Linked DNA regions of Triticum aestivum: region 2 is linked to region 1. A link is a contact called in public Hi-C data. All regions are on one chromosome and are shown on one strand. The core of a region is the stretch at or near the end of the contact, and the rest is flanking DNA. Distances in the headings are between cores, read along the strand shown. Region 1 holds the start of LOC123187368 (heat stress transcription factor A-2b). Region 2 holds the start of LOC123184633 (SNF2 domain-containing protein CLASSY 2-like).

Region 1 (2,796 bases), core at 81-2,580:
TTTGAAACACTTGTGAAACAATGTGTGTGTGTGTGTGTGTTAATAGATAGTGACCTAATGATGAGACTTGAGTAAAACTTGAACATACCACTTAAATCCCTCTTAATAGTATGGGATCCCTATTACTCAACAAATGTATAAAAGACACAAACGCTTCTTTTCTTGTTGGTCATTTGCTTGAACCATATCTTGTTTGATGTGTCCATGATTCCACTTAATGATGCCAAGAAAACTAATATCCTGTGTATATACTCAACAAACATAATTAGCCCCTTGTATGTAGTTTGTCATCAACATCAAAATATATTTAAGGGCAAGATTGCACTTTCAGCTGCCGTGTGCCCCGCAGCTAGCCACTGTTTTTTCGGGCTCATTGCGTGCTTCAACATGCCATTTATAAGATGACGATTGTGGGAGGCCCCCATGGCCGTGCGTGACGGGGCGAGAACTGGATGATGCGACCGGCAACCCAGGCAGGGCGACCAGCGACGTCCGGAGCTGCGATCGGCAAGCCAAAGTTTGGAGACGTGGTGACCATGCGCTGGAACTGGACGACATCGGGGCTACAATCATCATGAAAATTTCCTGAAATTGACCGACGTCGGGGGTGCAACAATGGTGAATTTTTGCTAGAACTGCGTCGTGTGTTGCAGCCGGCGTATTGACAAGAAGGTGCAAACCCATGACGGCCCGATGGCGAACAGATGTTACAAACCATGAGAGGAAAAGGCTGCAACCGGCGACAAATTCTACAACCATGAACAACAAAAGCTGCAATTGGCGACGAGAAAAGTTTCAAACAACAAAGAAAAAAGTTTCAACCATAGACTTGAAGTCATGGACAACGACGAAAAGTTGCAACCGTCGGTGGCAAAAGCTTCAGCTGACATTGAAAAGAGCTTCAACCGTTTCATGTGAGCGGCCGATGCTGCGCATGGCGTGCGAAGCTGTGATGACAGGGGCAGAGGTATCTCACGAGGGCTGGGAAAGAGAGGGGGGCGCCATGAAAAGGGTGCATGTGTGTTATATAAGCGCAGCTCGTACTCGCAAGAAAGGAGGACCTGCGCACGATAAGATCCAATCCGAACAGACGAATCAAACGGCTGGCGTGGCAACCGGCTCAAATTTGGCGCGGCCAACCGGCGCGTACACTTGCCATTAAAAAACAAAATAACCTAACCGCATCCCACCGCTGTGCCGCTTATCGTGAGCCGGGCACAGCTGCACAGCCAGACACACCGACAGTTGTCGCTCCGGCCCATGCGAGGCCCGCGTCGAGCCCAGGCCCCGACACGTGCCCGACCCGCACCCTTCATCCTCCTCCAAACCCCTGCTCCATTCCCAAAATAGCAATCTCTCTCCTCTCCTCTCCGCTCCGCTCCCCACCGCTCCTCCCCTCGCCGCCACTCCAGCCGCCGAGAGGAGAGATCGATCCCATCCCGGCGGCAGCTCCGCCGCAAACTTCCCCGCCCGCAGCTCCGCTTGCCTTGCCGCCTAAAGCTCGCGACGCGCCTCCGTCTCCATCTGGTCCCCAGCAATCTTTCAGCCGCTTTCGCGTGCGCTTCCGGCGGGTGGGAGTGATACGATTTTGACGTGTCCGTAGCGCGATTTCCCCGGCCTTATCTTGTCCCCTCCCCTCCCCTCCCCCTGCCCGTCCCACCCACCTTCTCGCCGGGCCCGGGCTTCCGGCGCGTTCCCTGCGTGGCAAGGCAGCTTCTTGCTGAGCGGTGTGGTTCCTTGCGTGGGAGGGTTCTTGGGGTTTGGGGGTATGGACCCGGTGCCGGGTCTGGTCAAGGAGGAGGAGGAGGAGGGCGCCCACGGGAGAGGCGATTCGCCGGCGGTCGGGGCGGCGCCAAGGCCGATGGAGGGGCTGCACGACGCCGGGCCGCCGCCGTTCCTGACGAAGACGTACGACATGGTCGATGACCCCAACACCGACAGCATCATGTCGTGGAGCGCCGGCAACAACAGCTTCGTGGTGTGGGATCCGCACGCCTTCGCCACGGTGCTGCTGCCCAGGCACTTCAAGCACAGCAACTTCTCCAGCTTCGTCAGGCAGCTCAACACCTATGTAAGCTTGCTGGCCTGATTCCCTTGATTCCTCCTGCAGATTTGCAATGCAGCTGATTTGTGATGCCTGTGAATGTAGTTTCTTTTTTCATCCCAAATGCAGTGCTGTGACTGTGAGACTGTTACCTAAAATTGGTCCAATGTAGCCATTGAGATTGTGTTGCCAATTTGGTGAAGGGAAGTACAGAAAAAAGGCAATTACAACTGCAGAATATTATTAACTATTCGGCTGGAGATGTCATCTCTTGTTCTTTATGATTAGGACATTTTGTACTTCAGAAAATTGGTGGTATCACACTAAACAAGCAGAGCTAAATCCCAGAAATGCGTCGGAGTGGTATATATATATATATATCCCAGAAATGCGTCGGAGTGGTATATATATATATATATATATATATATATATATATATATATATATATATATCCAAATACACAATATTTATGTAGAGAAGTGCATGGGAATCCCTAGCTAATAAACTTCAGTTAACAAGAAGCTAGCGCATTCACGAAACTTTACCTGTTGGGCTGGATGTGATGGATAAACCGTATGTCATCATTAAGAGAAAATAAGTTGTCGAGGAAAGTTTATTCTGTCTGTTCCATGTGCACTTATCCTTACCCTGCTAGTGTCATATTTTTTCGTAAGATAATCAGCCGCAACATTTTCTTGCATTTGTTGTACAATTGTGTAGTTCATGCCTTCATATTAGAGCTCCCTCTTCC
Region 2 (2,796 bases), core at 155-2,654, 240 kb after region 1:
GAGTGACAGGGATATTCCTGATAATTGGGCATAAAGCCTCATTGCGTAGTTGGAATGAAACTATCTCCATGCTGTTGCCAAAGCCTGGAGGTGTGCTGATGGAATCAATATTGCAACGCGCTCGGCCTCCTTTGATGATTCTGTAGATGATGTTTCCTTCTACCAACTTGATGCTGAACTCCATTCCATTCAGGATAGACAAAACTACGAGATGTGCAATTTCTTGGGAGAATCTTGCACTTAACAGCTTGCTTCTGTTGTGAGAAAGGCAGTCCTCTGCACAACTCCATTGTACGCTTCCCTCATGGAGCTCCTTAGGTTGGAGCTTTTGCAAGAGGAAGATATTGTTTAGGGTCACCAGCTGCTCTCTTCTATCAGATATCACTTGTCCATTTTCTGTATTGTCAGGACATTGGTTCTTGTAGAGCATAATAACAAACAAGCAGAGACACTGATCTTCAATATGATTTCTCTTGATTGTGATGAGCCTTGCATCATGACACAGTAACATCTGCATGTATAAGAGAATAAAGTAATCAAGATATGATGCAGTTTTCCCTATACAGTTCATTGGTAGTTTAAACTCTTGGTTCCTTCTTTTGTAGTAGGGTTTTTGTCATCTTAAAGTTTCTTCTAATACAAGAAGCCACACATTTGGGTCTGTGTGTGAGAAAAAATACTGATATTAAATTACGTGCATAACAGATGATGGTATGGCTTTTGCATTCAAGTCTTCATATTCAGCACATTATGTTTTTTTTTGTTCCTAAAAATTCATTACTGTGTACTTTTTGAAGATAAAACAGAATGGGTATGTAAAGCTTTTACAATTAATCATAAATAGTAGGTTGACATACCGAAGATTTCATTTCCCCAGTCGCACTTCCTTGCAGTTGATGAGACGATTGTACACAGATATCAACACCCGGCTTGAGAACATGTGAGCAGTCAAAGTACGTAGCCCTTCTGGAACGTAGGCGCAGATGATCCCCATCCACATTATGCTCGACTGTGGAACCAGAGTAGATAAATTTAACGAACAGACCACCATCCCTGACCCTTATACAATTAACTCCATGCCATGAGCCATCATAAAATGCTTCAAATGCTGCAAGCAAAGGAGATATTCAGTTATATATAGATAATTTTTTATGTAAAGTTATATATAGATATTTGATCCTAGCAGTGTTTAATGGATAATTGCCATGCTACTTGCTTACAGGTTTCACTGATGGGATGGCTCCAGCGACCTTTAGGTCCTCCCTTGAGCGTATCTTCAGCCATGTAGCTTAGCACCTCATGATGTGAAATTCAACTGCCTGCTAAGCAGAATTTTGTAATGGTTTGCTTCATACCGAAAAAGAAATCTGAATTTTTTGATCAACAATATTCTAAATGGACAGTACATGTCTGCCCCCGGTGGGCCATACAACCCCTAAATCTAGCATCAGTTCATGCTTTGAGATTCGCATGTTCTCGTCATCTTCGTTGTAGCACATCTCATTTCACATCTTAAAAGATTGAGCAACGAGATCTAGATTTGATTATTACTTAATCATTAGTTATCTTCCAACGCAGAATATATACAATTAAATGGATTTGCACAAGCAAAATATGAATTAATTCATCATAGAGAGAGCACAATGGTGCATAATATAGCGACATAAAACGTGAGAATCTCAAAGCACGATCTATGGTGAATAAATTCCACACTATCATAAATATCTACATCACTCTTCTTTTCTCCAGAAAAATGCAAGATTCATGTACTGATACTATTTTTTGCTGAAACACAAATAAGGTGAGAGAATCTGCGACGGAACAAAACGAAGATCCAAGAGGTCTAGATTCGACTCCTCGCAAAAAGAAAAGGAGGTCGAGATTCGACTATCACTTAATCGTTAATTATTTTCCTACGCTGAACATACATACAAATTGATTTGCACAAACAAATGCTCCATATGCATGCAGAGAGAGTGGTACTCCTACAAATATAGCGACATACAACGTGAGAATCTCAAAGCACGATCTATGGTGAATAAATTCCGCACTCTTCTACGGAGTATCTCCATATGCATGCAGATTCGTTTACTCTATTTTTCTCGAGAAAATGCAAGATTCATGTACTAGTGCCGAACCGATACTACTAATAAATGTGACGAAAAACAAATTGTCTAGTGCTGCTTATCCAAGAAAAGAAATCGTGTTTAAGAGCAAACAAAACACGGATTCGATCTGGTGAAACAGAAAAAAGATGAGAGAATCTGCGACGGAACAGAACAAACTCGAAGCGCCGGTGGATCCATGCTTATTTAAGCCTATTTCCTGCGTCGATCGACCAGAGACGCCCCATACACGAGAGCAAGAATCGACGGAAACAGAGCATATCCTCCCCGGACGTACCGACGGAATGGGAGGAGGCGCCGCTAGCTGCCGGCCGCAAAACCAATCTAGCGACGAGGGGCAATGGTTGCCGGCGGCGGAGCTAAAGAGGGGAACGTAGATTGCGATTGCCCAGGCGGGCGGAGGCGACCATGTAGATTGTAGAAGGTTCTTGGAGAGATGAGTGTGGAAGGGGAGCAAGGGGAGGGCGGAGGAGAAGGCTCTGGCCTCTGGGTCTCTTCGCTGAGGTGCGGTCAGGCCAAGTACTCGAGTGCACACGCTCGTCTGGGGAAGAGGCGAAGCAGCAACAAATGGCAGCGGCGACGGGACGTGACGGAGCAGCCAGCAGTAGCAGCAGGAGGAGGAGGAAGAGAGAGAGAGAGAGAGAGGGGGGCGCGCGCGATCATAGGGATG

Evidence for each region. Hi-C and Micro-C count contacts between places; a contact is called where the count stands out from the background.
Region 2: a contact with region 1 is called in a Hi-C map of leaf, with 4 times the contacts expected there. The contact joins the promoter of LOC123184633 here to the promoter of LOC123187368 in region 1. A contact is called at or near these places in 3 of 5 Hi-C or Micro-C datasets (leaf and root).

The regions. Positions count from the first base shown.
Region 1 is chr2A:47,150,610-47,153,405 of IWGSC CS RefSeq v2.1, forward strand. LOC123187368 (heat stress transcription factor A-2b) reads left to right here and starts at 1,331. Exons shown (of 2, transcript XM_044599219.1): 1 at 1,331-2,071. The coding sequence starts at 1,769.
Region 2 is chr2A:47,388,020-47,390,815 of IWGSC CS RefSeq v2.1, forward strand. It overlaps LOC123184633 (SNF2 domain-containing protein CLASSY 2-like), which reads right to left and starts at 1,405. Exons shown (of 5, transcript XM_044596724.1): 1 at 1,221-1,405; 2 at 858-1,108; 3 at 1-511. The coding sequence starts at 1,284.